2 separate regions of the Mus musculus genome follow, and region 2 is linked to region 1. The links are chromatin contacts, called in public Hi-C maps. All regions are on one chromosome and are shown on one strand. The core of a region is the stretch at or near the end of the contact, and the rest is flanking DNA. Distances in the headings are between cores, read along the strand shown.

Region 1 (4,678 bases), core at 691-3,190:
TGCTGAGGCCATGTGGAGAACCTAGATTAGAAACCAGTTTTTCTCTCCTGGAACTTTTATACTCCAATATACAAATGTATCAGTAATGGCAAACATCATGACCACTGCCTCTGTCCTAATTACCTAGCTTCCAAGACTCAATTCCCCCTTTCAAAGTACTTTTTTTGCCCACTAATGGTTAACAGAAATTCTTGAATTTTAACAGTATTTAGTCAATACTTGCCTGATATGTATCATTTTTACCTTACAGACACATCAATCTATAAAAAGGTTACATTTTTCAATGGTGAGATGCTGGAGATTTAGCTTGGATTTTTCATAGTTTATGTCTCAATATTTAGGAACGGTCTTCCTCTTGAAGTATTAAAGCCACCGTACTACCCCGGTAATAACATTCTTTTAGATGTTTCCCGAGTCTCAGTTATAGCCTTGCCTATGAATAAACAATCTACACTTACACATTCTTCCCTTAAAAACATAAATGCATTAAAAAACACAAAAATATTAAGTTCAGGCAGATCTAAAATATCTCTGCTACACTAGCAAGGTGAGAGACTTCAATATGTATATATCTATATCTGTATCTGTCTATCTATATATATATATATCATATACTCAGAAAATGAAACAAAAGACAGTCAGAACTTTTTCTCTCTAGTGTGCAGACTACAAAATTCAATGCAAAAAGAATATATCCATCAAGCTCATGACCCACCTGTCAAGACATTCTTCAGCATTTATTGAAAATTAATTTTGCTGTTCCCTGCTGACAATACACTTGTTTAGAAAACTTCCTATGAATATAAATACTATACCTGTCATATAAACCGTAGCTATCTGGAAGCGTATATATGTCATCAAAACAGTTTTACTAGACTTTTTAGAAAACTGCCAGTGAACACAAAATACCTGCCCCTGAATCTGCAGTTCCCTGTTATAATCTGTGTCCAGAAAGCACAACTTACTAACTCTGCTAGACAAAATTCTAGCCTTACACTTTACTTACTGTAATTAGTAAAATGCATCAATTTCTCCATAAAGCCAATATATAGTTAGCCATAATAGTTCTAATCCAATACTTCTTCTCAGTACCCCCAAACAAACTCCTAAATTCAGGACTGAAACGTATTAAGTCCCCAAACTACATACTTAGGACATCTCATTGAACATTTATGACTGAATCATACTTCGTTAAGTCTGAACATCAACACTAAAAACAAAGTTTACATTGCAGCTTGTGGGTTATTCTTGGTCCTCACTCTCATCTGACAAAGTACGCTACATTCCTATGAAATAAATATCTATCGATGACCAGGAAATTCACAGCAAAGTATCCACAACTTCAAGGAAATTAGAATGCCTGAAATGTAAGAGAATCTTGTAATGGGATTCTGAACACAACCCAAATCCAAGGCCATAGACTCAATTTCTAAAAAGAAAACTGAAATTTCCAATAGCATCCGTGGCGAGCCCAAAGCACTCGCTCAGCCAACGCAGCTTCAGGCAAAAACAGACATGGCCGCCCGCAGGATCCTGAGCCTCGGGCCAGGAAGCAAAGACCCCGGCGTCGCCAGAACCCCGCGCTGTCACCTCACCCCTCCGGACGCACAGCCGAGTCCCACCGCCCCGAGCACCCCGACAGCGCTACGATACGCGGGAAGCTGCTGTCCCAGGGCCCAGCCCGTGTCTGTCAGGGCGGCCCAAGCCGGCTTCCGGCTCGCACGTGTGTAGGCCCTGCCGCCGCCTCCCCGCGTCTCCAGGCGCCTCTCTCGTCCCTACGCCGTCCTCCTTCTCAAAGCTTCCTCACCTCTTTCACAGAGAGAAACTCAAGAAGCGGAAAGACCAGGTGCCGATCCAGAAAATGCGCGATGCGAGTAGTCAGGTCGTACTCCGCCATCTTGCCGGGGGAAAGGAGCGCTTGTTCGCTAAAACTTTATTGACAGCTCCGAGAGGCGGACAGGCCCCGCACTGCGCATGTGCAGTAGTGGCCCCGCCCAAGCGTGCTGATGACAACGGCAGCAGTTGCGCGTGGTGGCCTCTCCCTCCCTCCCCACGCCTTCTGGGTGGGGCTCAAACTTTGCACATAATTTCTCTTGTTTGGAAGTTCTGTCGCTTCTTGTACCAATAAAGAAAAGCTAGTTTTAAGGAGGAAAGAACCCAAGAGTTTAGTTTTACACATAAGTAGACGAAGTATAGCCTGCCTGACATCTACGTGGAAAGAGTACATATTTGAAACTACAACTAGGTCTCAAAGATCAGTACTAAAGCAATACACTATTAACTCTGGGTAACTTACTAATGGAACTGAAAACCATGCATAAAATTAAGCTGAAAGAGTGTTTGAAAGAGAGGTGAGGGAGGTTAAATCTAGGTAATTCACCTTACACAAATGGGGGCAAGTATGATCAAGCCTAGAAACTAGATCACTGAAATATATGTGATGGCTATTTATGGTGGTCAACTTGACTACATTTGGAATCTAACAAAATCACAAGCAGTTAGGTACATCTGTGAGAGATTTTTCTTAATTAAGCTATTTAAGATAAGACCTATCTTAAATCCATATCACTAAGATGAGAAGATCCACCTTTAATCTGGACCTTTAGGCAGGCTAAGTATAGAAAAAGAAGATTAAGCCCTTTGCTAGCTTGCCCTTGTTCTCCCTGGCAAGTTCATTCTTTCGCTGACATTAAAACCTAGTTCTCCTGGATTCCAGCTTATACTGAAGATCACCTAGGACATCCAGCCTTAATTGAACAGCTACTATATTCTTAGACTTTTCATTGGGAGACAGACATTTTTGGAATAGACTATAACCTGTAATCCATTCAAATAAATCCAATTTACACACACACACACACACACACAGACACACACACACACACACATCTTAGGGTTTTACTGTTGTAAACAGACACCATGACCAAGGCAGCTCTTATTAAGGACATTGAATTGGGGTTGGCTTACAGGTTCTGAGTTTCAGTCTATTATCATCAAGGCAGGAACATGGCAGCACCCAGGCAGGTTTGGTTCAGGAGGATCTGAAAGTTCTACCTCTTCATCTGAAGACTGCTAGCAGAATACTGGCTTCTTGTCAGCTAAGATGAGGGTCTTAAAGCTCACACTAACACTGACATACCTACTCCAACAGGGCCACAGATTCTAATAGTGCTACTCCCTGGGCTGAGCGTATACAAACCATAACACGCATTCAACCAGTCTCTCTCTAGAAAACCCTAACTAATATAACCTGGATGAAGGAGGGAAGCACCAGAGGATCCAAGAAGCATTTAGTTAAGTAAAACAGCTCTGATAGCTCATGGCAATAAATAAAGCCTACATTTGTATTTAAATTGTTCACAGCCATTTATTTATTTACATTTACTTAAATTATCCACAACAATTTTCTCCTGTTAATATTTGACTCTGGTCATTTCTTCCTGGCACATCCTATCCTATTGATGACCTTTACATGGACTCTTTCAATTAGTTGTGGATGAAAAAATCTACTCATAGTGAACATAAAAGGCAAAAGGAGAAAGATCACAGCAACATATATAAACATGCTTTGAAGATATTTACAAGAAAGATATTCTAGTAGATCTTCTAGTAGATATAGGATGCAGGCAGTGTGAAAAGAATGGGGTTTGTATGCTGGTAGTACTAGGTGTAATACTGATCTAAACAACTAAGGGAAGATTAGAGTATTGTGAGCAGCCGATTGAAATATGAGCAGAACAGAGAGTATCAGTCAGGCTGATGCCCAATAGACTACCAATGGAATACTGCAGATAGAGAATGCTTGGCTGACTGGGTATGATACATCTTAAAATAGACAGAGAAGAGAGCACTGAAGGTGGTCCAGGAACCACTTGCATACCAGAGAGACTCATAGACAGGAAAATGAATGAGTAACCTGAGGAAACGAACTTGGAAACTTAGCTGAACACCAGTGTCTATAGGAGAGGCTGCGGTCCCAGGAAAAATAAAAAAGGACAAGAGACAAATATATTTGTGAACACTTAGAAATTTATCTTAAGTCCTGAGGAGCCTTAAAGCATTTTTGAGTATGAAAGAAAATAGTCCTATATTTCAGGAAGATTAATTCTGACAGTTGTGTGGTTCGATGACAGCTAGTGGGTTCGATGAGTGATATGTGGAGAGTCTATAAAGGCCTTCAAAGCTGGACTGGGAAACCTTGATTTGATCAGATAGGCAGTGATAGCCACTTAGTAAATTTTTAAGAAAAAGACATGAAGACAGTGATTTTTCTTTGTCCCTTAAAATTAAATTGGGTTTGACTTATAAGATTGATAAAAGTTGTGACAAATTAGAAACTCTGTTACTTTTCTTCTGGAATTTTTGTTGTTGGTTAGTCAAATGCACACACACACACACACACACACACACACATATAGAGGTTAATTTCTAAATATTGAAAAGCTAATTTTATTGATATAGTTTCTTTCCAGTGTTGTCAGAAAAGAGATATTACAGAGAAAACACAAGAAGAGCCTCACCTGGCTCACTCTGGTAGTGTCAGGTGTAAAGTTTGCTTCTTACAAACTCACCAGATGTTTAATGAACATTTAACGAATGTTTGATGAATCATTGATGAATATTGAATGATCACCATATTGAGCTCTTGAGGGACAAAGGAAAAAAATTAATTCTAGCC
Region 2 (4,678 bases), core at 726-3,225, 160 kb after region 1:
GAATTGGGAACAAAACACCCATGGGAAGAGTTACAGAGATAAAGTTTGGAACTGTGACGAAAGGATGGACCATCTAAAGACTGCCATATCCAGGGATCCATCCCAGAATCAGCTTCCAAACGCTGACACCATTGCATACACTAGCAAGATTTTGCTGAAAGGACCCAGATATAGCTGTCTCTTGTGAGACAATGCCGAGGCCTAGCAAACACAGAAATGGATGCTTACAGTCAGCTGTTGGATGGATCACAAGGCCCCCAATGGAGGAGCTAGAGAAAGTACCCAAGGAGCTAAAGGGATCTGCAACCCTATAGGTGGAACAACATTATGAACTAACCAGTACCCCAGAGCTCTTGACTCTAGCTGCATATGTATCAAAAGATGGCCTAATCGGCCATCACTGGAAAGAGAGGCCCATTGGACTTGCAAACTTTATATGCCCCAGTACAGGGGAATGCCAGGGCCAAAAAGTGGGAGTGGGTGGGTAGGGGAGTGGGGGGGTAGTGTATTGGGGACTTTTTGGATAGCATTGGAAATGTAAATGAGGAAAATACCTAATAAAAAATAATTCTTAAAAAAAAAGAAAAAAAAACCATGAGGTTTCCCTTCTTTCTCCTCCCTCATTATTAATCCTTAAAAACACCCTTCAAAACATGGTGTCATTCATTCTCTGGCATCTTCCAGATTCTACGGAGAGTGCACTGGTTCTTGTAGTGCAAATTGACCTGAGGCCTCTAGGACGATGATGATGATAGCTAGCATGGATGGGAAGTCTAAATGGGGACTCGGATGAGGACTGAAATAAAAAGTGATTCAACAGCTATGTCTGAAAGACCCAGTCCAAATGTCATAATTAAGGTCATTACAGCCAGTTACCTAATGATACTTCTGCATTTCTCATGATCTCCATTCCTCTATACCTGAGATTACACCAAAATTTTTGACTTAAATATGGCTTTCAGAAAAACTAAAGTCAGCCTCACTTGGGTCCATATCTTCTCTGATGTCTTCCTTCACACCCAATCAAGAGTTACTTCTTCCTTTGTGTGACTCTTTACAGATATTCAGCACCAAATACCATATGTGGAGTATATTCCTTGCTTATCACATTGTGCATTTTTTAAAGTCAGAAAACTTTTGTTACAGCATTGGGTATATAGTAGGTACTAATCCATTGTTTCACACATAAGCAGAGCCTACAAATCCCAGTATGAGTTTCTTACCTAAAGACTCAGCTAAAAAAATATTGAAAAGAAAGCATAATTCTTGGAGTATCCAAGTCATCTCCTTGACTGTCATCACATCCATTACTCTCTGCTTTAACTATTGCCTCAGAGTTGAAATATCTGGGTTTCCCCAACCACACAATATATTCATGAGGTAGCTATGCTCTCTGTAAGTTAAAGTCCCTCAGGACATTTATTTTCTTTGCCTGTGTTTCAACATTCCCAATCTCTGATGCAGATCTTTTAACCAAAACATTTCTTCACAGATGGCAGATCCTCTCCAGACACACTGAACTCCTCACTGTGAGAACCCATAAGTCAATGGCCTAAAATATGGGGAGCGGGGCAGAGGGCTCAACTGCTGCTGCTGAGAGGAAACCATATTTGAGAAACTCTAATTCTTACTGACACATTTAGTACACTTCCATTTTTTTCTCTTAATTTTATTGCCTCATCAGTAAAGCTGAAACTACCTCCAAGTATTGAAATGGAGTAGCTGGGAGCTAAGAGTTCAGGAGGTACTTACTGAAGGGGCTGCTATGCACTTGTTTATGCCATGTTGTTTTAAATCTCATGAAGTAAAAATAAAGAAAACTAATTGTTAATAAAAGTAGATGATGGCTCCTAATGTAAATTGACAGTGAAAGGAAAAAAAAAAGAAAAGAAAATATGGTGTCATGATTAAAATATTTTCAGAACAGTTCAGACTTAGAGCCATACCCATGTAGTGAGTGTCATCACTGGGTCAGTTTAGCATAGTCACAGCTGGTTTTTTTTTTCTCTTAATCACAGCAGTTTTGATGATACTGGATTATCATAGTGATGCCCAATTGGCATTTTGTTGCATGAAATCAACAGCAATTATGGGAGGATGGAGAAAGAGTGAGGTTACATCAAAGGTCACACCGTATAAACTGTGAGATGAATAGTAAGTACCCTGATGTAACGTCTTGCAATTGTTGGGCATGAGACAAGAAGAAACCCATTCAATCAAGAGTTAGGTGTAGTTAATGGAGAACTTAATGGAGAGATCTATGCACATTACATTTTAGGTTCCTTTCATCTATACAGGTTCTTTCAAAGGAACTGTACCTAATTTTTATTCATTTTTTTCTTTTAAAACATTGTTCCAGGAAAATTCTCAAAAAATTAAATATATGTGTGTGTATGTTTAAAGACAGAATAGTATAACTAAGAAATCATGATATATGTTCATAAATAGAACTATTACCAAAGAAATACAAGATATTTATTTAACTAAGAGTTATTAATTATCATTTATGTACCAGCCACTGTAGCAGCCAATGCATATCTATAGTTAGCAAAATACTACCACTTGTCTTTAAGATCAATTCCATCCAATAGCAATGGAGTGTAAAAAGTAAAGCAATGAACACATAGATAGAATCATTAAAGGCTATGAAACATTAGTAAAGGAAGCATTCGGATGGTTAGGATAAATTAATATGGAAACTTCTTTTAGGTCGGGCAGTGGTCAACATTTGAGGTGACAAACCTGAAGTTATGAAAAGAGATGAACTATGGTCTGGGTCTGCGCATAAAGAATGCAGGTAGAACACAGTGTGACTCTCTTGAGCAACAAATGAAAAGCCATGGGTCTTCAATGAGTCATCAGGAACTGGTGATTAAGCAAAGACCTGGTGAATTCAACTTTCACATTGGCTTCATTATAGATCTTCCTTCACCTGAAAAGTCATATGATGGAAAAACTGACATTGTTTTTTTTAGGAAATGTAATACAAGACCCATCTATTACATTCAAACAGTAATGTTATAAAGTAAAGTATGTGTCATTTTAGAAAATTCTTATATTTTTCTATCAAGGGCTATATATGAATACTGATTTGTATATTTTTTATTAAAATGAATTATTATTATTATTATTATTATTATTATTATTATTATTATTTTACTTGCTCACTTTACATCTTGCTTCACTGCCCTGTTCCATAGTTCTTTCCCTTATACCCCTCTCCTTCTCCTCTGAGCAGGTGGGAACCTCCCCTCCCTTGGTATACCCCCACCCTAGCACATCATGTATCTGTGAGGCTAGACGCATCCTCTTTGATGGAGGCCACACCGGGCAGCCCAGTTAGAACGTACTCTGCTTGCAGGTAACAGCATTTAGGGTAGCTCCTCTTCCAACTCTAGTTGTTTGGGATGCACATGAAGACCAAGCTACACTTCTGCTACATATATGCGGGGAAGCCTAGGTCCAGCCCATGCATATTCTTAGGTTGGTGGTTCAGTCTCTGAGAACCACAAGGGTCCAGGCGAGTTGACTCTGTTGATCTTCCTGTGGAGTTCCTATCCCCTTTGGGGCCTGCAATTCTTCCTCTTATTCTTCCAAAGGATTCCCTAAGCTGCATTCACTGTTAGGCTGTGGGTGTCAGTATCTGTATGAGTCAGCTGCTGGGTGGAGTCTCTCAGAGGGCAACTTGCTCCTGTCTGAAAGCATAACAGAGTATCATTAATAGTGTTAGGGACTGGTGCTTGTCCATGGGATGGGTCTCAACTAGGGCTAGTTAGGTTGGTCATTCCCTCAGCCTCTGCTCCATCCTCCGTGCCTGCATTTCTTGTAGACAGGATAAATTTTGGGTTGAAAGTTTTGTTGGTGAGTTGGTGTCCTGATCACTCTATTGGGGTTCCTGCCTGGCTATAGGAGGGGGCTATTTCAGGTTCCATATTCCCAATGCTGTGAGCCACAGCTAAGAACACCCCACTGATTCTTGGGCACCTCCATTATCCCAGGTCTCTGTCTCTTCCCGAAGAAGCTTCCTGTCTCCCCAGCCCCGTCAGTTGCAGATTTATATTCATTCTCATGACAATGTGATGATTTCTACTTTTATGTATTAGAAAATTGTCAAAACCTTCCTCTCAGAGATCTCATACTACAAACACTGGATTTGGGGGGAAGTACTTGGGATTACACCATGTGCCTTACATATGCTAGGCAAGTACTCCAGGACTGAGCTATCTCTCCAGTCTTATATTGATATCAAGTCTCCCTAAATTGCACAGTTTGGCTTTGAGTTCTGTCACTCATGCAGTTCTTAAAGTCATGAGATTAATTTCGTTACCCTTTTAATAGCTGAGCTTACAGGCCTGCCACAACAAACCTAGCTCTAAGTGAGTTTTAAAACTAGTATTCATGTCATTTATGAAAGACTAGTCACAGAATCAACTAACTTGGGCTCCTGGGGATTCACAGAGACTGAACTGACAACCAGGAAGCTTACATGGGACAGACTTAGACACTTTTCATGTTACATCTATACATGTTACAGTTGTATAGCTTGGTTTTCTTGTGAGTCTTCTGACAGTGTGTGCAGGGAGTGTTATCTCTGATGCTTTTACCTGTTTTGGAGACCAATTTCCTCATATTAGGTTGCCTCTTTAATATTAATATGAAGGGAGGTGCCTAGTCTTAT

The links. Hi-C and Micro-C count contacts between places; a contact is called where the count stands out from the background.
Region 2: a Hi-C map of adipose-derived mesenchymal stem cells shows a contact between it and region 1, with 2.8 times the contacts expected there. The contact joins the enhancer-like site here to the promoter of Eif3e in region 1. A contact is called at or near these places in 2 of 39 promoter capture datasets (both in the 3T3-L1 cell line), 1 of 15 datasets of contacts at CTCF or cohesin (the NIH/3T3 cell line), 4 of 484 Hi-C or Micro-C datasets (the G1E-ER4 cell line, adipose-derived mesenchymal stem cells and cortical neurons), 1 of 115 datasets of contacts at active chromatin or transcription factors (the SCID.adh cell line) and 2 of 9 other capture datasets (adipose tissue and pancreatic islet).

The regions. Positions count from the first base shown.
Region 1 is chr15:43,280,796-43,285,473 of GRCm38.p6, forward strand. Eif3e (eukaryotic translation initiation factor 3, subunit E) reads right to left here and starts at 1,941. Exons shown (of 13, transcript NM_008388.2): 1 at 1,808-1,941. The coding sequence starts at 1,897.
Region 2 is chr15:43,436,841-43,441,518 of GRCm38.p6, forward strand. Gm10373 (predicted gene 10373) reads right to left here. Exons shown (of 3, transcript NR_046064.1): 2 at 2,743-2,932. Among named protein-coding and RNA genes, the nearest start is that of Gm10373, 38 kb to the right of the region's middle. Within about 2 kb of position 1,976, at least 18 of the 459 cell types and tissues checked have an H3K27ac peak or open chromatin away from gene starts, as enhancers often do. A contact at or near this core is called in the NIH/3T3 cell line and adipose-derived mesenchymal stem cells, where this site is marked.